3 separate regions of the Mus musculus genome follow, and all the other regions are linked to region 2. The links are chromatin contacts, called in public HiCAR-type and promoter capture Hi-C maps. All regions are on one chromosome and are shown on one strand. The core of a region is the stretch at or near the end of the contact, and the rest is flanking DNA. Distances in the headings are between cores, read along the strand shown. Region 1 holds the start of Prss35 (protease, serine 35). Region 2 holds the start of Bckdhb (branched chain ketoacid dehydrogenase E1, beta polypeptide). Region 3 holds the start of Rwdd2a (RWD domain containing 2A).

The links. Promoter capture Hi-C pulls out the DNA fragments that hold promoters and counts their contacts. HiCAR-type assays count read pairs that join an accessible place to other places.
Region 1: a HiCAR-type map of astrocytes shows a contact between it and region 2, with 5 times the contacts expected there. The contact joins the promoter of Prss35 here to the promoter of Bckdhb in region 2. A contact is called at or near these places in 2 of 39 promoter capture datasets (cranial neural crest and frontonasal cranial neural crest) and 1 of 115 datasets of contacts at active chromatin or transcription factors (astrocytes).
Region 3: a contact with region 2 is called in a promoter capture Hi-C map of pre-B cells, with 13 times the contacts expected there. The contact joins the promoter of Rwdd2a here to the promoter of Bckdhb in region 2. A contact is called at or near these places in 3 of 39 promoter capture datasets (erythroid cells, hippocampal neurons and pre-B cells), 1 of 115 datasets of contacts at active chromatin or transcription factors (astrocytes) and 2 of 9 other capture datasets (adipose tissue and liver).

Annotation. Positions count from the first base shown.
Region 1 is chr9:86,742,266-86,744,965 of GRCm38.p6, forward strand. Prss35 (protease, serine 35) reads left to right here and starts at 1,368. Exons shown (of 2, transcript NM_178738.3): 1 at 1,368-1,541.
Region 2 is chr9:83,923,866-83,926,565 of GRCm38.p6, forward strand. Bckdhb (branched chain ketoacid dehydrogenase E1, beta polypeptide) reads left to right here and starts at 1,272. Exons shown (of 11, transcript NM_001305935.1): 1 at 1,272-1,494. The coding sequence starts at 1,305. It overlaps Gm36278 (a long non-coding RNA gene), which reads right to left and starts at 1,140. Exons shown (of 4, transcript XR_379675.2): 1 at 965-1,140.
Region 3 is chr9:86,570,610-86,573,309 of GRCm38.p6, forward strand. Rwdd2a (RWD domain containing 2A) reads left to right here and starts at 1,379. Exons shown (of 3, transcript NM_001145969.1): 1 at 1,379-1,448; 2 at 2,228-2,454. The coding sequence starts at 2,254. It overlaps Pgm3 (phosphoglucomutase 3), which reads right to left and starts at 1,233. Exons shown (of 13, transcript NM_028352.4): 1 at 1,121-1,233.

The DNA of each region.
Region 1 (2,700 bases), core at 118-2,617, 2.8 Mb after region 2:
TGAATATAGTACAAAGAACCAGTTGTTCCATGATAGACTAGGCCTGTGAACTTATTTGATTCTTTGGTGCTATGAAGGTCAGAACTGACAGAGGTAGTTTATTTTATTTTCCTCTCCCTCTCCCTCTCCCCCTCCCCCCCTCTCTCTCTGTGTTGGGGGGCTATGGAGGTTAGTCAGGGGGCAGTTGTGAGCACAGGCTCTGAGGATGAAACCTTAAGTCTTGGGCATGCTTACGTGAATGCCCCATACACTGGACTACATTCCAAATACAGGACTCGGGGTTTCTTTTCTTTGCTCCAGACCTGCTTCCCAGTAAAAGCTGAAAAAGTAAAGCTTGTTGTGTTTTATAAAAAGGAAAGAAAGAAAGAACCAGGATATGTTTGGTAGAGTGAGGTATGGTGAGGTGGAAGGGGGTGCCTCTGTGGGTCTATACTGAGGCATCCTTTCCCCCTGAGAGACCAGTCACATATATAGTATATGTGTGATATAGTATGGAGTAGAGTTTATTTTGGGCAGGGGGAAGGGAGTTTAGGAGGGAGTAGAGACAGAAAGAGAGAAGGGGGGCAAGGAGAGGAGAAGAGAGGAGGGGAGGGGAGGGGTGGGGAGGGGAGGGGTGGGGAGGGGAGGGGTGGGGAGGGGAGTGGAAGGGAGGAGAGAAGCCAGCCATGAACACGTGGAGAGAGAGAGAGAGGTGGGAGGGGAATGTTGAGAGAAGGGTACAGAGAGGGAAGAGAGCAAGAGGATAAGTAAGGAGGGGGCAAATAGCCCCCCCCTTTTTTTTTTACTGAGTCAGTCATACCTAGCTGTTGCCAGGTAACTGTAGGGCAGAGCCTAGAAGGAATGCTGACAATGCTTTCCTCATACAATCTCCATCCCAAAGGAGTGCCCCATCCCGAGGAGAGAAGAAAGGAACAGAAAGAGTGTGATGGGAATTCTGTGGAGACCGGAGTGGGAGTATGCCAAACTTGGCTCAAAATAAAGCTACAGAAGTGAATCACAGGAGGCTGCACAAGTTGCTCCCTGGGTGTCCCAGTGTCCCAGCGTAGGCTCCTCACCTCTGCCTTTGGCCTTAGATGGAGACTCTTGGGTTGGAGGTAACCATAACCTTTACTCCCTTCGTGCTAATACTGATTAAGTTGGTTTAGGCATGCTGGCCGCTCCTCCTCCTCTTGTTTTTGCTGCTTTGTTTTTAAAACATTGGTTAAAACACGCCCTGGGTGCCTACATTCTTGCGAACCCATTTAGAGTTTTTTTCTAGCTCTTAACCATCGGTGTGCAGCAGGGATGCAGTGGTGTGTAAGCAGGATCCGCCCACCCCTCCCCTCTAAGTCAGCGTCATCGCCCCTTCCCCTCCCATCTCCAGCCACTCAGTGCAGCAGCCCCACTCTCGCCTGGTCCCGGACTCGGGGAAGCTCCGCTGAGAGGACCCTGCACTCTGCTGCCCACTAGGCTCCTGGCACCTTCCGTAGCCAGTGTCTGCATCCACCCGGATCCTTGCTGGGCAGCGCCCCTGGGACGGGAGGATACAGTAAGCATCTCAGGTAAGGATGAACTCACTGCACAGGAGGGCACCCTAGAGGCTGGACCACTCCTGAACAAGGCAGGACCCACAGGAGGAACACAGAAAAGCACTAAAGAAGGGATCACAGGCTGGCTGTTTTTTAGAGATCAACCACCCTTCTTCCATTCTGAATGAGTAACGGCCACTGCAAGGTTAACATCCGAGGAGTGAGTGATGTTTGCATTGGAATACAAATGGAATGCTTTCTGCTTAAACAGTACCAGAGGGGACCCTCTTTATTTTTGTGATTATTAACAGATGTCACTGGAAAAGGTGTAAAAACTTTTCCTGGAAAGAGGTTTGTCTCTTCCCTAAGTTGCTGCCGAAGTACTTTCTGCCTCTGTCTGCCTCATTCTCTCTCTGTCGCCCTGCCCTCTCTCCTCTCCCTTCTGCCTGGGTAGCGAAATGAACAGTGGAAGACCCGTGGGACGAGGAGGTGAGATGAAGTGGAGATCTTGGGCTTGCTTTAAAGGACCAGCCAGGGGTGAGTGGATTGAAAAAATAACCAAGTATTGAGAATTACCAAAGCTGAGTGAAGGGCACATGGAGATTAAATATTTCTCTTGCCTCATCTGTGTGTTGGTGTGTGTGTATGTGTGTCTGACTGTATGTAAGTGTGTGTTAGTATATGTGTAAATATGCATGTGTGTGTACGTGTGTGTATATATGTCTGTGTCTTTCTGTGTGTGTGTGTGTCTGTGTCTGTGTATGGGTGTGTGAGATCTTGAGACCTTTTATAATAATAAGAATTTTTGGAAAGTTGCAGCAACTCCCAAGCCTGATTGATCTGACTTCCATACCATCTTCAATTTGGAAAGTCGCTCTTCAGGGCTGAGGAGATGGTTCAGCAAATAGAAGGCTTTCCTCACACACATGAAGACCTGAGTTTGGATCCCCAGAACCCACAGAAAACCAGAGGAGATAGAATACATCTGAAATCCCAGTGCCCTATAGCAGATGGGGAGAGAACATAGGAGACTCTGTGAAAGCTTCTAGGGGGTTAGCCTGGCATATGACCACACTCAAGGTTGTCTTCTGACTTCCATGGGGTTCCATTTACTCACAAGAACCAAGGCGTGCACACACATGCAGAAAGATGTTGTCTGGTATATCAAGTCTCTTCTTCCCTGTCTTTATTA
Region 2 (2,700 bases), core at 22-2,521:
ACTATGGTTCTCTGTGCTCTGCTTTGGCAACCTCTAATCCTCTGGGTGCAGGTCAGCCTTACCTCTGGAAGCATTTTGACCTTCAAGAGCTTGTTTCTCTTCATGCTGTTCTAAGTCTCTTACCACATTTGAATGCCACTGTCTAAGCTGTCTCCTTTGTGTGCATTTCTGAATACGTAGAATTCCATTTCTACTCTTACCCCGTGCTTCTTAGCTAAACCTAACATCTGTTAAGAGGTCACAAATACTACAGGAGGAATGTTTCTTCCTGGCTCCTTCCTCTCTGTTCTCTCAGTCTGTCATAATACTTTCTCCATTCTGGAATCCTTCCTCGAGATCTAGACATACTTTCTTGCCTCTGTTGTATTCTATTTTGATGGCTATCTTCCAACTCATGGCTAAGGAAGATAAATAAATACACACACACATATCATATATATGATATATATGCGATATCATATTTGATATGTATGTGATATATATGATATATATAAAACACTTAAATATTTTAAGATAAAATTTATAAAGTTGATTATTTTGACTTTAAATCAGTCATTCAACTTGCTTTTTTTTTTTTTTTTGGTTTTTTGAGACAGGGTTTCTCTGTGTAGCCCTGGCTGTCCTGGAACTCACTCTGTAGACCAGCCTGCCTCTGCCTCCCAAGTGCTGGGATTAAAGGCGTGCACCACCACCGCCCGGCAACTTGCATATTTCTAAGTTACACAGAGTAAGACCATTAGGTGATTTTTGCTGCACCTCGACTTTAAATTCCTAGTGGATTTGAAGGCCGAAATCTCTACTTACTATTTTTTGATATGATCTAAATCAGGATAAGCAAAATCAATTTTAAAGATTTAAATATATTTACTATTTCAAAATAAGAGTGAAGGCCTTTCCCGAATTCTAGATTTTTTCGGAAACTCGAAACCAACGCCTGTCTTTGCAATGACCATATTGCACTTACAGACTATGAGAAACACAGCCTAAAACGAAAACGCTACTGAAAAATGCACCGCAAAAATGACACTGCGAAAGAACACAGGCAGTCGCGTTGTGACACCCCAAGTCCTGCAGCTGATTTTGGGGTGGGACCCAGGGACCACATCTCAGGCTGCAGGGGCCTTGGTATGGCTTCCGTCTGGGCGGGCCGCCAGGTCATAGCGTCTCCATCCCCGCCCCCGAACTTCCGTCTCCGATTGGTCTCTTTCACGGACCCGCCCCTCGAGGCTGCCCAATGAGGAAGCCTGCGTCTTAGCTCCTCCCTCCCTGCCGGCAGCGTGGGCTGCGGTGCCTGAGAACTGGGGATGGCGGCGGTGGCTGCGCGCGCGGGTGGGCTGCTGTGGCTCCGGGCTGCGGGAGCAGAGCGGCGGCGGTGCGGACTGCGCTGCGCTGCGCTGGTGCAAGGCTTCCTGCAACCCGGGGGCGAGGACACGGCCCAGAAGCGGCGGGTGGCCCACTTCACTTTCCATCCGGACCCAGAGTCCCTGCAGTATGGTGAGATTTGGGGATCTTGCTGCATCCCGGCTCTATCCTTGCCTTGCCCTAGACTCTAGACTCTACTCTAGAGCCTCCTTGGTTCGGGTCAGTTTGCGTTCCTGTTACTCGTCCTTGGTGATTCTTCCCTTCAGATGCAGCCCCTGGAACTTCAAGATAGGTGAGAGGGCACTCTGCCTTCTGCTAGGGCCTGAGGGTGTAGAGGAGTTGTCCAAAGAGCGCTCCCCCGCCCCCTTCCCCTGAGTTCTATCCATGCTTTCCCCATATCAGGTCTTAGGTGTTAGCTTGTCCTAGACTGAGTCACTAACTTGAGGCAACTGTCTGTAAAACACTTGCCTTTTAATTTTCATTTGAAAATGTAAACCTAGGGAGTAAATACTAGAATTTGATTTTCTCAAGGTCACGAGACAGGTTCTGCCTAAAGATGGGAAAGAATCCAGACTTCTATTTCAGCCTCATACAGAGCTCCTGCTGGGCCCCGCTGTCACCTGGCCAAGCAGTATTCCATAGAGATGGTGGAGAAGAGCGAACAGAAGGGAATGGGGCAGGCTCCTGTCCTGCCACCTTTGCCTCACTCTGACTGTTTCTCCTGTAAGTTTTATGCAGTCGCCCTCCATCCTAGGTCTAACTGCAGAGCACCAGGAGAAAGTAAGGAAAACCTACACTGTTTTTTTTTTTTTTTTTGTCTAATAACTTGGGGCTGGCAGTTTTTGGAAGCCCATCTTTACTTGTGAACAATAATGGAATATTTAACCGAAAGCTTGCTATTGGTGAAATTTACATTCCTCATCTCATTTAGTTCATAGGACAAGATTTAATTTCATGTGAGGTAGGTCATGTTTTCATGTTTGCTTTGCAGTTAGATAAACGGAAGCCTTGAAGCAGATTATTCAACAGTACACAGGACATAAGTTCATGAGACATAGCGCCAATGGTCAGAATCTAGTAAGCAGGATTCCAGACTTGCCACTCCACGGAAGGCAATAAAGAGGCCTTTAGAAATAATTTCAATGACGGGGTTTCCCAGTTTTGTGAAATAGTAGGACTAGAAAGATGAACAGCAGTTCGTTTTTCCCTCTCAGCCTTCAGTACTGTTTTCACAGCAAAGAAACTTTGGCCTGGTAATGGAGAAATAGAGCAGAGGTCTTCCGAATTCTCCTTTCCACAGTTGTGAAATTACTAAAATCCGAGTGATGTCATGGCTCT
Region 3 (2,700 bases), core at 129-2,628, 2.6 Mb after region 2:
GACACCAGCCACTGTCCACTCCTATTCCACTCTGTCTTCAGGATGAACTGTCCTAAAGTAATGCCATCACACCATCATTTTATGTTACAGAAGGGTCAACTCCCGGTGTGGGCCTCGGTTAATCATATAAAGTCTGGTGTGCGGCCAGTGAAAGGCTGAGGCTGAAGGTCAGAAACCTGGAATCCGTGTGGCTCTTTTGCTGTTCCTCTCAAGCTAGAAAGAAACAGTCCCAAAAGAAAAACAATGGACAGTCATTTCCTCTGGTCTGAGACCCAACCCCACCCCCACCCCCATCAGCTAGGCCATCTCACAGAAGCCTCACCAATCTCCATAAAGACAGGCATGGCAGCCTTCTAAAGTAACATCAAAAACAACTAACATCTACCATGCTACTTCCAACCTGTCATTTAAAAACAAGTGAGTGTGGGATACCTCCAATTCATTCAACTCGGGTTTTCCACTTCGGCCAGCGGTGTATTTGCAGAGCCACAAACTGTACTTCCTGGGTCAGCTCTATCCTAGTTTGCCCAGAGAGGGGGTGCTGTCCCTCCGCTAACAGCCACACCTCCTCGCTTTATTGTCCTTCCTTGCTTCTATACACAACACTACCAGAAGTGTGGGGAAATGTTTGCTTTTCTCCGGTTAGTAAAATAGATCATTCCCAAGCTACTTTAGTTATCAAACTTTTGTCCACAAGGACGAATATAATTTTGTAAAAAAAAAAAAAAATGACCCGTTGGTAATGTATCCCTATTATTCATAGGGGCGTCAACCACTCCTACGAAATTCAGAACTCTCAAAGGAAAATCACAGTCATAGAACAACGGCATGCTTCCACCCTTTAATGCATTTGGAGTTCTCGAACTAATTTCGATTAGGTATGGCAATGTTTATTAAAAGCCCTAACAGTGTTTGCTTCTTTCATTCAAACTGCCACCCTTGGGGATGCATCCTGCTCCGAGCTACTGATTGACTCGCGGCTCCGCGCACTACAGCGCGAGGACCTCAGGCACCTGGGCCGCGCGCAGCGTTGGATAGGTAGGTCCGGCAGTCATGCCCCAGCCTCAGCTGCCGATGAACCCCCACCCACAGCGGCCCGGCATTCTCCACGCCCGCTCACCTAGATCTGGAGCAAGAACGTTCTCTCCACAGGCGAGACGCGGCCGCGCAGTGCGCACCAAACCAACTCTCTCAGACCTCGCAGACGTGGCCCAGCTTTGCTTCCGGCCCGACGCCCCGCCCACACCAATCACAGCCCGGAAGGGCCGCTGAACCCGCCCCTGCACCACCAAGCCCCGCCCCGACCAATCGCGGCGGGTTGGTGTCTGTGGCCCCGCCCTATGCGCCAAGCCCCGCCCCCCAGCCGTCCGCGCGCTGCTCGCGCCCGCGGAACTGCGGCTGCGGTTCGGAGCGGGTTCGGGGCTGCTTGGCTTGAGTGATCTGAAAGGGTGAGGCTAAGGCGGCTAAGGCGGGCCGAAGGTTAGCTCCCGGGGTGGACAGCTGCGCCTTTCAGCCTGGGCCTCAGGGTCCCGGGTCCCTAAAGAACGGGAGCGTTGACGTCCCTCCGACCACCGAGATCACCTCCCAGCCCAGCCCCTGCCAGGCGAGGTCAGCGTCATCCCCGCGGGTCTTCACCCGCTTAGCCCTAGGCGTCACTTTATTAAGTGGAAATGGCTGAGACCCCTCCTCCCAGCCCCTGGCTCTGCGGTGGCGTCCCTATGCACCTGCGCGAGATGCTGCACCCCACTGCGGTCCGGGGAGGCTGTCCTCCGAGGGGGCCTGCGGATGGGGGCTGGCGGCGGGGATGACCTAGAGCCCTCCCCTCCGCACTGCAGGCATCCTTCCTAGCTGCGCAGGCTTGAGATCCAAGTGGGATTCCCGGGCCGGTCCCTGGTTTTCCCGGGATTGAGGCTGACCAGGAATACAGGTGTTTGCAACCACCGGCCACGAAATCTGTCACCCGAGCACCTGTTGAAAGCGCAGACTCCAGAATGGCCGGCAAGGGTGGGAAGGAGAGACAAGGATTCTGGGGTTTGAGGGAGCATTTTAAAGGATGTTGTGCGTACTAGATTGGGGGGGGGGGGCTAGGAGAGAAATCTAAAGTGTATGGATGCGTGCCCGTAGCTCTCTACAAACAGCGGGACTGCCTCTTAGAAAAGGGACCTTGGGAAAATTTCCTGGACACCAGTCGTCATTTACAACCCCATTATTTCTGGGCCTTTTCCAGGTTTCCAAGCCGGCTGATTTGGAGACATGTCAGGGTCAGTAAAAGAAAGCCTTCAGCTTCAGCTGCTGGAGATGGAAATGCTGTTTTCTATGTTTCCTAATCAAGGAGAAGTAAAACTCGAAGATGTAAACGCCCTAACAAACATAAAGAGGTATCTGGAAGGCACCAGGGAGGCGCTCCCACCCAACATCGAATTTGTCATCACGCTCCAAATTGAGGAGCCCAAGGTGGGTGCTTTCATTGGTCCTAAGTGTTTCTGGGTGCCTATCGTGTTTTGCTTTTAATGTGTATGCGTGTTTCCCCCTCATGTATGTCTGTTCATCATGTGCATGCAGTGCCCCCTGGAGGCCAGAACTGCATGTGGGAACCTAGAATTGGACCCTGATCCTCTGGAAGAGCAGCCAGTGCTCTTAATGGCATAGCCCCAGGTATCCACTTGTTAACTGGAAAACCCAAAGCATGAGCTTCCTGTC